Linked DNA regions of Mus musculus: regions 1 and 3 are each linked to region 2. The links are chromatin contacts, called in public HiChIP or PLAC-seq maps. All regions are on one chromosome and are shown on one strand. The core of a region is the stretch at or near the end of the contact, and the rest is flanking DNA. Distances in the headings are between cores, read along the strand shown. Region 1 has its middle 26 kb from the start of Spry2. Region 2 holds the start of Rbm26 (RNA binding motif protein 26). Region 3 has its middle 36 kb from the start of Spry2.

Region 1 (4,227 bases), core at 1,076-3,575, 750 kb after region 2:
GGAGAGCATTTGAAACCGGTCCCTGGGAGATGCTCTCACCTTACGGCAATTCTGGTTCGGACTGACACACACAGACAAAAGTGAAGGCACCAACCATTTACTGGGTTTTCAATGCTGAGCTGGGCAAGAGTGGGTTAGAAACTCCGAGCTGCACAGCACCCCGCTGAGAAGTTGCTTTGTCCTGGGCCCCTCTTTCACAACAGGGGAAAAGGTAATTGGCAGCCCGATTGTTTAGCCGGGACCCCTGCTGTTTTAGAATCCTGGAAGGCCCCAGTCACACGTTGTCAATAATGGCCCTCAGAGGTGAGGAGTGAAGGAGGGCTGTTCGGGAAACAGTTTGAGCCCTTCAAGTGGACAGGCCTCAGTGACTTCTGCGCTCTGCCTGCCACGGGCAGCTCATTCAAAAATAACCTTAAAGTAATAAATCAAACTCGTTTCCTGAACTATACAAGGAACAGCTGCTTATTTTTCCTCACTTTTTTTTTCAAAGCAGAGAGAGAGAGAGAGAGAGAGAGAGATTTCATTTTTTTCATTTTTTTTTTTTTTAACTACAGGAAACCAAGCATGTCAAAATTTGGCAAAGCAGTTTGGATGATTTAAAAGCTAAACACTCCTCTTTATAATGCTAGACGTCCATTGGCCTCCCCCCCCCCCCCACTTATTTAAACGTTTATTTTTGCAATCCGTTTGTTGCAACAAATGGCCCTTATCCGGTTCTCCCTGTTTTTGAAAGGAAGATGACGGGGGTGGGGGTGGGGTGGGGGTGGGGGCAGTTTCTAAAGCATTGGTCCATTGGCTCAATGATTTTACAGGTACCAGTTCTTTTCTAAGGTTCTGCAGCAATTTGATGGGGGCTTCGGATGTTACCGCATTTGTTTCTTCTGAGAGCCCGTTTTTTTTTTTTTTTTTTTTTTTTTTTTTGGAGTTTTGATGAGACCAGTAGTTTTTCTTCAGTCTCTTGATTTAGGAACTCCATGCTAGAGTCTTTGCCACCATAGAGGAGATCTTTTCTCTTCAGAAAAAACAATTTGCAACTTTTCAGTCTCTTTGGGGGTCCTTGTGTGTCTATCTTCCTCCTTGGATATGTTTACTCTCCAGATAAGAGCAGCTAGCCTCTGATTTCTTTGCCAATGATTAAACATCTGTAAGGGACACAGGATATAAAAAGAATTCTCTTCTGTAATGATTAGTGTGTTTCTTTGTTTTATAAATAGCTAGTATTGAGAAAAGGATCCATTTTTAATGAGAACCATAATAGAAGTTATTCTAAAAATTTTTAAAAATATGACAAGATATTTTCTAATAAATCATAGAATGCCTTCCTAGAAATTAGGGTTTTCATATCTTGTATACAATAAGAGTTAAGAAAGAAACATACTTTAGGGCCTCTGATTTTTACATACTATATATATTTCAAATCATTTAAACATAAGCAGCTCATCTTAAAATTAATTCTAAGGTTATTAATATCCCATTGTACAACATACCTTGATTACTATCATTGTTTAGAAGTATCGTTTGTCATGATTCAGTAGTAGAGGAGAAATGATGGATGGAGTAGTGGGATGTTTAGTGTCTAATTACCGATGAATTTCTTTTTCTTCCTGATTTGGTTAGAGGTTATCCGTGACTAGATGCTTGTCATGAAAGGCATGTCTACAGGAAGACGGTGAAATTCCGTTTGCAGTAGAATCACTGTTGTTGTATTTGCAGGGAAGTACACTGCTGTGGTAGCACAAATAAGTCAAAGTTTGTGCCACATGGTTAGGTCAGTGTACTTTGTACACTCACAGTGTCCCCCCGGACTGTTTTAACAGTGAGTTCAGCAGTGGGTGTGGTTTCCATATGAATAGCTCTTCCTCCTATGGCCGTTGTTCACTCTGAGACTGTTTGGATATAACTTCTCCTCAGGTTCAACATTTGAGGCTCAAATGTGATCTATCTAGGAGGAATTCTTGAGAACTGTATTAACATGTTTGAAAGAACTGGATTTACTGAACACACTACTGTGTCAGAAAGGATTCCTTGAACGCTTGGACGGTTTCTAAACATAGTTTATAAATAAGGATATAAATTATCTGTGAATTAACACACAAACGACTTGGAAATGTCGAGGGCTCTGTCGTCTAGATGACTCATTTCACCCCCATTGAGTCACAGCTTCCTCTTGCTAACAGATGCTTAGAAATGGACTGGTTCGGTGAATTTCAAAGCAGCTGGAACCTCCGTGGCCTTAGCATCTCCTTTTCTGGATCACTGCGGCCTCTGGGCCACATGTAGGGGTGAGCTAGGGAGAAAGGAGCTGTGCGCAGACTTGCCTCCTGGCCTCCTGCTTGGCTGCCACTCACACAGCTTGCCCCCAGAATGGACTTCCTGTGTTGTCAGTCTTACTCAGTATCTCACCAAGCACTCTTTGTCACTCAGCCTGAGACAGAAAGGGGCGAGATAACAAATCTAGACTGCTTGTGTTGATTTTGTGGATAACCTAAAGGGCTCTCGGGGGGGGGGGGGGGGGCCCACCTCTACTTCGGCAACAGCCTTTCCTGTGACATTGAGCCAGGCTTTGGACATCCCGTTCCTTGGTTTGTGTCAATGAGGAATGAGGACCGCGGTGCTGTGTCCTCTTACTTTATTACAAAGTGCAGTAACTCGAACATTTTTCTGAACATTGAAAGCCCTTAGCAAAGAAAACATAACGAAACGCAAATTACAACCACCACAAGAGACAGACGGTCTTTTCTGTTCTCAGGAGATGGGAAGGAAATCACAGCTCACTAATTACATTCTTTACCTCCAAAAAGAATATGTTGTAGTCATGTAAATAAGGTCTTCCCTTCCGTCATCCTTCCAGTTTCCCCTATTATTATTGTTGTTGTTATTGTTATTATTTGCCCACATCACCATCCTCTTCCTGCAGATTTCCTTCTTCTACGTGGGAGACCTTAACACTTATATGGGGTCAAAGTTCAACAGCAACTGGCATTAGTCAAGAACGTGTCTAGTAGGCACCGAGACAAATAAGGAGATCAACTGAGTGATGGGACTGCATAGCAAGTCATGGTGTGTTGGCTTCAGCAAATTCCCTGGGTTCAGAAATGAATTCACAGAGGTAGCGTTGGCAAGCAGGGTCTCTGGACTTTGGTGTCTTTATATCCTAGGATGCGTATTTATCCGGAGCTCTTTGCAAAGGGATTGGACAGGATGGAAACCATCGAGAAATTGAAAGATTCTTCCTGTTGTGTGGGAGAAAGTATCATATCTATACCTGTAGCCTTTACCTTCCTTTGGTTAAACAATGAAAGTAGGCTCAGTGCACCTGGGAGAGAAACACTGGATCATTCCATTGCATTAGAATTTATAAAATATTCCAAAAATTCGAGAATGTATTTTAATTTCACGTAACAAAAAAAATCCCCCTTTAAGCGGTTGAGTTTATTGCTGCTATCTTGTGTTATGAAGACACTAGCAATATCAATCGTGACTTAGAAATCAGTTTACCTCGTCTTCCTCATGACATCTCAGGAAGGGACCTGCACACGGGCTCCCCATGCATCACGCATGCGCACCGTTTCCATGTGGACCGCAGCACCTGCACGGCAGGGCTGAACTCCTGAGCTCTGCACAGGAAGTACTTATACTACGTGTCCTAACGTTGTGCTTATTTCATTTTTCCTCCCAAAGACGTTATTCGATATTGGGTAGGAAACACTCAGAGATGATCCACATAGGACATATATTCACATATACATATACTTTTTAAAAATAAGTTATAAGACACATTCCAGTCTGTTCATAATATGGATCAGAATAGAAGGTAGATTATTAACTTTGTAAGCATTTTTCCCCCGGGTTTGTTTCGCCTTTATACCAGACATGCATTACTTTTTTTTTTTTTTAACTAAAATGTGAATAAAGAAAATGTTTTGACACTTGTTCAATAAAAGTGACTTTTGAGACAATTTACCAGTGGCAAATAATATTTGTGATTTATCATTTTTGTCAATCATGATAAAGGATCTGAAAATCCAGGAGAAAAGGCTTTTTTTTTTTTTTTTTTTTTTTTAAAGGCACACATTCAAACCCACAATGGTTGTGCTCCCTCTGCTGGCTCTACTGGGACAGTTTGGGAGGATAGAATAATAGCAAAGAAAATTCTGATTTTTGTGTGTGTTTTACATATTGTTTTGACAGAGACGTTTCTCCTGACAGAAAGTTTTAGGTTAGTTG
Region 2 (3,701 bases), core at 420-2,919:
AACAAACCACATTGATCACGTATGTCCTCTACTAGGCCTTTCAGCTATTCTTCATTCTGAAAATGCATCATTCCTCGGAAATAGTGGGGCCTTTTCTCCTCTTTTAAGTTTTATTAACTATTCCTTGCTCAGACAGTTTCACTGACCAACAACCCTGAAGCAGCAGACCCCATTCAAACCACGGTTACATGGTCCTCTACTATCATAATGGCCATAACTGGGCATAGCTGAAGTGTATCTTATTGCAGCTTATCAACCCAGGAGAATGTTAAAGTCCTGTCCCAAAGCTCCCCACAGTATATGGTAAAAACTTAACGCATGCATTAAATAAGTGAATTACCTGCCACTGCATTTCAAGTTGCTATTGTAAATCAACGATGCAGAAAACAACCTATGATGTATTTTGCATTAAATAAATACATAAAATATTCCTAAAATCTTTCAATATTTCAACAGTCGCACAAACTACTCAATTTCTCCTTAAATGCCAAATATTCCATACGGATAGAGATTTGGGTTTGTTGGTTTTTTTCCCCCTTCTTCAAAGTAATAGGATGTAGGTGGCAAGGGGTCTGGGGCTTCCTGGGCTTAGCACCTGTTACATCTTCAATCAGTTAAGAGAGGTGCGTATGAGCCACACACCACATGGAAGACGTGGCCTTTCTTTAAGGGACTGTAAGCGAAACCTTAGGTTTTTAAACTCGAACTTCCCTGATCCCTAAGAAAAAGCCATGCACTTCGTCTTAAGAAGCACTGTGGAACTATCTACCACCGGGAGGAGAAGCTAGCACTCGGGAGGAGCCGAGAAGCCGATGTGGAGGGCCTCGGAAGACACACACAGGTGTACGGGGAAGTTTGCCATCGGTCTGCCTATAACGGGAAAGGGGAAAGCAAAGCAGGGCACACCGGTTCAAAGATCAGCTCGACCATTACAATCAAGCCCAGCTCCAGCTTTGGCTATGTTGAGCCTGGACGGGAAGGTGGGCGAACAGAGAAAGCAGAGCCTTGGGGGGACTCCCCACCTCCCGGTTCTTCGCTTCGGCCTCCACCACTGAGTAAACTGCCCCGATCGGGGCGCCCGCCTGTCCACCACCGCCATCCCTGCGAGCGAGCACTGCTCCCCCGGGGGTTACTCACATGGGCTCGAGGGTCTTGCTGAGCCAGGACTTGAGCGCCTCGAAGTTTTCGATGATCATCTTAGAAACCATCCACCGCGGCCCCGAGGCCGGCCTCGCTCCTGCGCTCGCCCAGGTCGCCGCCGCCGCCCCCTCCTCCGCGCGCCGTCCGCGTGGGCAGCGGTGGGAGGTGCCGGTGGCAGGTCCCCGCGAGCCGCGGGTCGGCGAGCACCTCGGCGGGGGCCGCCGCAGGCCACGCGCCCACCGGGTCCCCGGAGCTTCTCCCCTCGGCGGACCCTGGCCCGGGCTGAGGCAGCAACCGTTTGCCGGCCGGGCCCTCCCCCCTGCCCCGCTCCCCCAGTGAATCTTCCCGAAGGGGAGCCGAACGCGCTCCGACCCGGGCTCTCCTCTCAGCTTTGGGATTAGGTGCTTGGTTGGTGGCCACGCGGCAGAGCAGACGTGAAGAAAAGCGACAACGAAGGGCGGCTCAATGGGAACGGTTCGGGGGTCTTCCCGGCTTCCAGCACCCCCAAGAAGATGGCTGCCGGTAAATCTCGCGAGAATGAGTGCGAGTCTCGCGGTGCGGCCCGGAGCATGCTGGGAAGAGACGCAAGTTCGGCCGGGTGAGAGCTGGGCAAATCCAGTAGTGGATCGAGGATTGACCAATCGCAAGGGTTGAGGCCTCGGTCCCCTTTTATCCATCGGCCTTCGTGGTGAATAAGCACAAGCGCCGTCTTACTTCACCAGGATGGAGTGGCCGCGGGCTCCCAGGCCTTGTCCTCTGAGAGGATTGTGCTTGTCAGCACGAGTGAACCTAGAAGATGGGAGCTCTCCATAAGAAGACGGCCAGCAGTGTTTGCAGGGGTCCTGCACTGTGCGACCTGCCCTCGGTGTCACAGCATCCTCCAGTACCATCTTCTGTGTGTGCTGCCCCGTGCACACGATGGGTAAACACACACTGGTCTAATCTAACCCACCGAGACCTCCAGAGGATTAGTGTTCTTATCCCAAAGTACAGGACTTTTTGGCCAAGGTCTAATGACCTATGGATGCCCCAAACCAAAGATACCTTGTTGATTTCCAACCTACAAGAGAAAAAAAAAAAAAAAAAAAAAAAAAAAAACAGTTTTGTTACATTTTAAATTCTGTTCATTTAGAAAAGTTTCAACTTTTCTCCAAGAAATTACAATGTACTAAAGAAGAGCATTCAAACCAGCATCCTATATACATCATAGGTGGTCCCGCAAGTTTGGTTCTATTATATTATTAGGAGACTACCAAAGACTAGTAGGCAATGGGCCACAATGGAATGAAAAAATAGTGGAATGGACAAATGGAATGAAAAAGTAGTCCACGAGTCTAAAGACACGGTCGGTGAACCATAAAGAAAGTCTTGATGCGACAGAATTTGCAATATGCTGGAGTGGAGTGTCCTTTAAGCATTAACTAAAAAGGTTATAAAATACAAAGCTAGACGTTTGCTCTAAAATATGATGCCATGAGTGAGACGTTAATTAGATTTAAGCTAATGAAGAATTAAGATATTAATTAAGATGATTTAGCTAACTGAAATACCGCAGATATGAAAAGACAAAATATTTAGAATTCCATTTCTAGAGGTTGCTAGAGTCCCAGGAGTGACCGAATGCAGAATGGTGGTTGCCAGGAGGCAAAGGGGGATCTTGAGAATTACGTCTCAGTGATGCAGAGTTTCAGTTTGGAATGATAAGAGTTCTGAAACAGTTGGTGACTGAACAGTTTGACTATACATCTAATGCCATGAAGTTGTACACATACAATTATTAAAATGGTAAACTTTAGGTTACATATAGAATGTATAAATAATATACTATTGAGAATCGCGTGTTTCTGTTTAAAGGCACCATACCCAATATTGTCGATGAATCAATATTGACTCCTGTTCCCGGGCACTGTAGCACATGTTTAAACAAAGCCCGTATAGTCCATGTGCTTTTCTCTGTAAAATACATCATGGCCTTCTTATATGTGGGAACCATAGAAAGCACTCCACTGTTGCGTATGGAGAACGGGGGTATTTTAAATCACCAAGAAAAAACAATCTCATAAATGAAGAAAGTAAAACATAACCCCAAATGGGCCACCAAATGGGTCCTTATTTCCATTGTGAGAACTGAAAAAAAAAAAAAAATGAAGATATCCCCTTGTTCAACTTCAGCTGAGAACATACGCAGCGTTGGACTTAAATTGTTAGCCGCTCAGCGTATGGCCACAGTGAACTATAAAACCGCCACAAGTATTGGGTTTGGGGGTTACAGAGAGTCTAAAGAGTGAGAAAACTCATGACTATAGAATCTGTAAGTAGTAAGGACTAGCTGTATTCTGAAAGACTAAGACCACTGAGTGATAGCGGTCCCTCCCTCCTTCCACTGCACAGAGCTTGTTACCAGTCAGCAGCCAATCAACAGTCAGTCACACCCCGCCCCGCCCCCCCCCCCAAGCTTTTCTTCCTTAGCCTTTGTTATTCAGTCTGTACCTCCTCATCACTTCGTTTTCCTTAGACCTTTTTTCAAAGATAGAAATTTGACTACTGCAGTCAACAGTACA
Region 3 (4,123 bases), core at 673-3,172, 680 kb after region 2:
TGAAGACTGCAGGGATAACGGAGACTTCTACCTTCCTGTTTTTGTAGTGGTTGGGTATTTGCATATGTAACATATGCATTTGTATTTTAAAATGAACTTAGCAAGCTCACATTCTTAAGATAAAATCAACAAAGTTTAGGAGAACAGTAGGTATAAGTGGCTTTAGAAATTGGTAGGTTTCAAACCCTGGACAAAAGGCGGACCTGCCTATTTAACAAATCAAAGTGGACCTGCCTACTGATTCCCCCCCCCCCTTCTAATCCCTCAGTCCCTTCCTGACACACAGCCCTCCTGACTGGCATACCCCACCCACCCTTCCCGTAAATGCTACCGCAGAGGGGGCTGGGCTGCTCTTCCCAGTGCAATTCAACCATTTTGGTTACCTAAAGTCTTTGTTTCTGTGGGCCTTCTGGTCCCCTCCTCTCCTCCCTCCTCCATCCCCTCTTTCACGTGGCCCAGCTCAAGGTCATGTACACTCTGGACTTTCCCAGGGGTCCCTGCCTCTGTCTATGCTCTCTCACAAGTCTCTAATGAAGTTTCTCCTCCACCACACCTAGGAGTACTCAGGTTTCCTTGCCTTTTTTGTTTTCTTTTGTTTTGTTTTGTTTTTCCCATTCACTTGGGGCTGAAGCCCGGACTGGTCAAGTTCCTTTCCTTTTTATTTATTTATTTTTTTATTCAGTAATGTTGAGAAGAATTCGGGAGTAAATTAAACAATTTTTGTGCTAATAATAACAGAATAATCCTCCTCTTTAAAAAAAAAAAACTAAAATTGCTTAAGGCATTTAAAAAACTTGTTACTACATGCCTTATAATTAGCCTAGTATTAGAAACAAAAGAACCCCAGCAGAGTTTATCTGAGCCATCAGTGCCAAGGGAATGGATACAGACTTTGAACAATGACCTCAGATTTCTAGTCTAACCTTTCATTTCCGGACTGCTAGCTGATGGGTAACATTCTGAAAGACAGCTTCCCCAGTTTCTCCCTCCCTCTCCTTTGGAACTCAAAGGAGTTTGCATCTTAATCCGTTTCTGTAGAATTATAGAATTGTAGAATATTAGAAGGTTGAATTTGGGTAAAGCTTGGAGAAAAACATTAAAATTTCCTCTGGCTCTCTGGGAAATGTATAACTCTCCTGAGAGAAGATCACAGCTATGCTTCTGCCAGCAGGTCTTTGGCATTCTCTTAAAACAAAAGCTAGACTACAACCACCATTAATAATGGTGTGCATTACTCATAGGGACCTGTCTTCTATGCGCTGCTCTTTACTTAATGAATATGAGAACACACTGTATTTCGCCTTACAAAGGGAAGATCAGAAGCGGTCCATTCATTTTGTTGGATTGAGTTGTGTGCCCTCAGAAACAGAACAAAGCGGAGGGTGGAGCCAAATAAAGAGAGCACCACTACCTGTAAACCCACAAAGATTTCCTAATAAGAGTATTGCAATTAAAATAATTTTTCTGTGAACATTTTTGGTTCACAAATTCTATTAATGATGGAGAACAGAGTACTCTACTGTGATAAAATATTCCGGTTTTCTCCTCTTTCCTTCTCCAGCCCTAAACATTAAAAATTTGTATCACTGACGACTTAAAAGGTTCACCCTCAAGCATCCACTGTGTGTGTGAGTGTGAGTGTGAGTGTGTGTGTGTGTGTGTGTGTGTGTGTGTGTGTGTGTGTGTGTATGTATGTATGTGTGGTGGATGGAACTCAATACCTCACTCCAGCTAGGCAAGCACCCAGTCACAAATCACAGGTTTTCACAGATTTCCCTATTTCTCATTATCAGAAAGTCTTTTCAGATGCTTTACAGAGGTCATTCAAAGTTAAAATTCAGCAACCCCGCCCCGTGTGACCCTTTCTCTAGATTCCCACCCTGGGGTGTTTCCTTTCCCCGCTCCCCTAGGGAGCAGGAAGCTTATCAACAAGACACACAGGTGTGAGATAATCAGTTAAGCTCCTCCCAGGGGTGTGGATCTGGAGCGAGTGGCGGAGAAAGCCCAAGTCCAGTGTGCTCAAAGCAAAGTTCAGTAGTGGGAGAGAGTGTCCCGCTTTTGTCATTTAAAACCACTTCCTTAACTCTTTATCCTCCAGGTACTATCTCTATCTCTGTGACACTGAATCTTTTATCAGAACTTGTTCCTAAATAATGAAGTTCACATTACCTTCTAGTGCATTTTCTTCTTTTAGTTATGATTTAACCCAGGTGCCAACTTGGGATTCCAATGATTCTATTTACCTGAATTCTGGCTTGGGCAATTTGCCTGAAAATGTCAATCTTATTTTTTGTTTAGATTTACTTTAATACTATCCAACAATAGACTCACCATATCTTTTTTTTTAAGATTTATTTATTATATGTAAGTACACTGTAGCTGTCTGCAGAAACTCCAGAAAAGGGCATCAGATTTTGTTACGAATGGTTGTGAGCCACCATGTGGTTGCTGGGATTTGAACTCAGGACCTTCGGAAGAGCAGTCGGCACTCTTAACCACTGAGCCATCTGACCAGCTCCTCACCATGTCTTTTTTACTAGTATTGGCATCAATGGCCAAACAAATGTCGTAGATTGTTGAAGGTTTAGATATGCAGTTTTGATTCCCAGGAAGTAATACTGTAGGCAGATATGGTAGGAAGTAATACACTTTCAGAGACTAAAATATGAACATTTAACAACGATGCCCCAGTGATTAAAAGAAGCTCAAAGGAAGAAGATGCTCTATTGTAAGTCAATAAGGAACTTGATAGCACAACACAGAGTACAAAGTGACCTAAAGATCCGAGTGGGGACTACAGGAGATAAACGCATACAGGCGGTTTACGGTGGGCTCCTGCATTGGTATCCTTAACCAGAAACCAAAAATGCACTTTGTCCTATCCTGGCTGAAGGGGAAATGCCAGGACTGTTTCTATTCTGCTTCTTAAATGATTTTCGCGTCTCCATTCTTGAGATCAGAACGTCGGAATAGCCTTGGGCCTGACCTCCACCTCACTGTCAGCTTTGGAACACACCTCCGGCTTCCCGGGAAATCCCAACCAAGTAAAATCCGCTTGGCCTCCCTCTAAACCGCTAGTCCAGTCTGAAAGAATAAGCTACCGCTCGCCCAGAGTGGAGACAAAGCATTCCGATCTGCTCCAAAGATAGAAATACTGCATGCCATTGTCTCCTCCCTTAAGAGAGATAGTGCATCTGGGTGTGTCAGTCACCTGGTCAGGTCTCCAAGCCACCAAGAGAGCTGACTCACCGGAAGGTGGAAGGGATAATTTCTGAGTTGGTGAGACAGCATGCCTGTCCTCCCCTAAAGGCCTTCTGTCCCCTGTGCAGCATTGCAGAACTTCCGTCTTGTAGCACGGAGGGGCGAGAAACATAACTTCCCTTTCCTTCGTCTCTATCTCTTTTTCTTCAGGATACTGCTAAAGTCTGGGAATGCTCTTGCTGACCCTCTGGGCCTTCTCCTTCCTTCTCTAAAGGTCTCCCCCACCCCCCGCTGCCTTTTTCCAAGCGGCTGCCCGCCTGCCTTGGGGCCGTTTGGCAGCTCTACTCTGTTTCTTGGACCCTAACGCCACAGAAATGGCTTTCTTTTCCTCTTCTTTCCCCTTTCCCAGAGTTTGCCAAGATTAATAGTTTTTCTGTCCCGTTGGTTTTCTTGGAAACTTCAGTAATAATATTGTCCCCGAACTTACTTTTGAGTCTGTTTTTAAATTCTTTTACTAACAAAACCAAGAACTCCAAAGAGAGAACTCTAATTTCCCTGGTAACACAGGCTTCTACTACAATAGTGCATTTTATTAGATCTGAAACTCTTGCATGATACAAAGGTGAACATTTAAATCTTGTTCTCCTCATGCATGCTAGGCAAGGAGCTGCATCTTTAGTACTTGATTTGCTTTTAAATTAAATAAGCGTCCATTTCCTGGCCTGCTGTTCAGCAACTCAGAAACCAAGGGTAGAAGAATCATTTGAACCTAGAAATTTGAGACCACCTTGGGCAACCTCTACCTCAAAGCTGGGGGTGGGGTGGTCCAATAACCATATTTTCTAATTTTAAAAAACCAATCCTAGTTTTAAAGTCCATATGCTATTATTGGTCACTAATCACCTTCCACTTACCCTTTGTC

What was found. HiChIP or PLAC-seq counts read pairs in DNA pulled down with a chosen protein or histone mark.
Region 1: an HNF4G HiChIP or PLAC-seq map of pancreatic cancer cells shows a contact between it and region 2. The contact joins the enhancer-like site here to the promoter of Rbm26 in region 2. A contact is called at or near these places in 4 of 39 promoter capture datasets (the 3T3-L1 cell line, cranial neural crest and hippocampal neurons), 1 of 484 Hi-C or Micro-C datasets (uterus) and 8 of 115 datasets of contacts at active chromatin or transcription factors (the NIH/3T3 cell line, astrocytes, embryonic stem cells and 3 more).
Region 3: an H3K4me3 HiChIP or PLAC-seq map of embryonic stem cells shows a contact between it and region 2, with 12 read pairs. The contact joins the enhancer-like site here to the promoter of Rbm26 in region 2. A contact is called at or near these places in 3 of 39 promoter capture datasets (cranial neural crest, embryonic stem cells and neutrophils), 1 of 484 Hi-C or Micro-C datasets (embryonic stem cells), 10 of 115 datasets of contacts at active chromatin or transcription factors (bone marrow-derived macrophages, embryonic stem cells, extraembryonic endoderm stem cells and 1 more) and 1 of 9 other capture datasets (embryonic stem cells).

Annotation. Positions count from the first base shown.
Region 1 is chr14:105,920,821-105,925,047 of GRCm38.p6, forward strand. No RefSeq gene overlaps it. Among named protein-coding and RNA genes, the nearest start is that of Spry2, 26 kb to the left of the region's middle. Within about 2 kb of position 2,326, at least 135 of the 459 cell types and tissues checked have an H3K27ac peak or open chromatin away from gene starts, as enhancers often do. A contact at or near this core is called in the NIH/3T3 cell line, pancreatic cancer cells, stem cell-derived neural progenitor cells and 1 more, where this site is marked.
Region 2 is chr14:105,175,645-105,179,345 of GRCm38.p6, forward strand. It overlaps Rbm26 (RNA binding motif protein 26), which reads right to left and starts at 1,670. Exons shown (of 22, transcript NM_001368684.1): 1 at 1,138-1,670. The coding sequence starts at 1,208.
Region 3 is chr14:105,859,174-105,863,296 of GRCm38.p6, forward strand. No RefSeq gene overlaps it. Among named protein-coding and RNA genes, the nearest start is that of Spry2, 36 kb to the right of the region's middle. Within about 2 kb of position 1,923, at least 34 of the 459 cell types and tissues checked have an H3K27ac peak or open chromatin away from gene starts, as enhancers often do. A contact at or near this core is called in embryonic stem cells, extraembryonic endoderm stem cells and trophoblast stem cells, where this site is marked.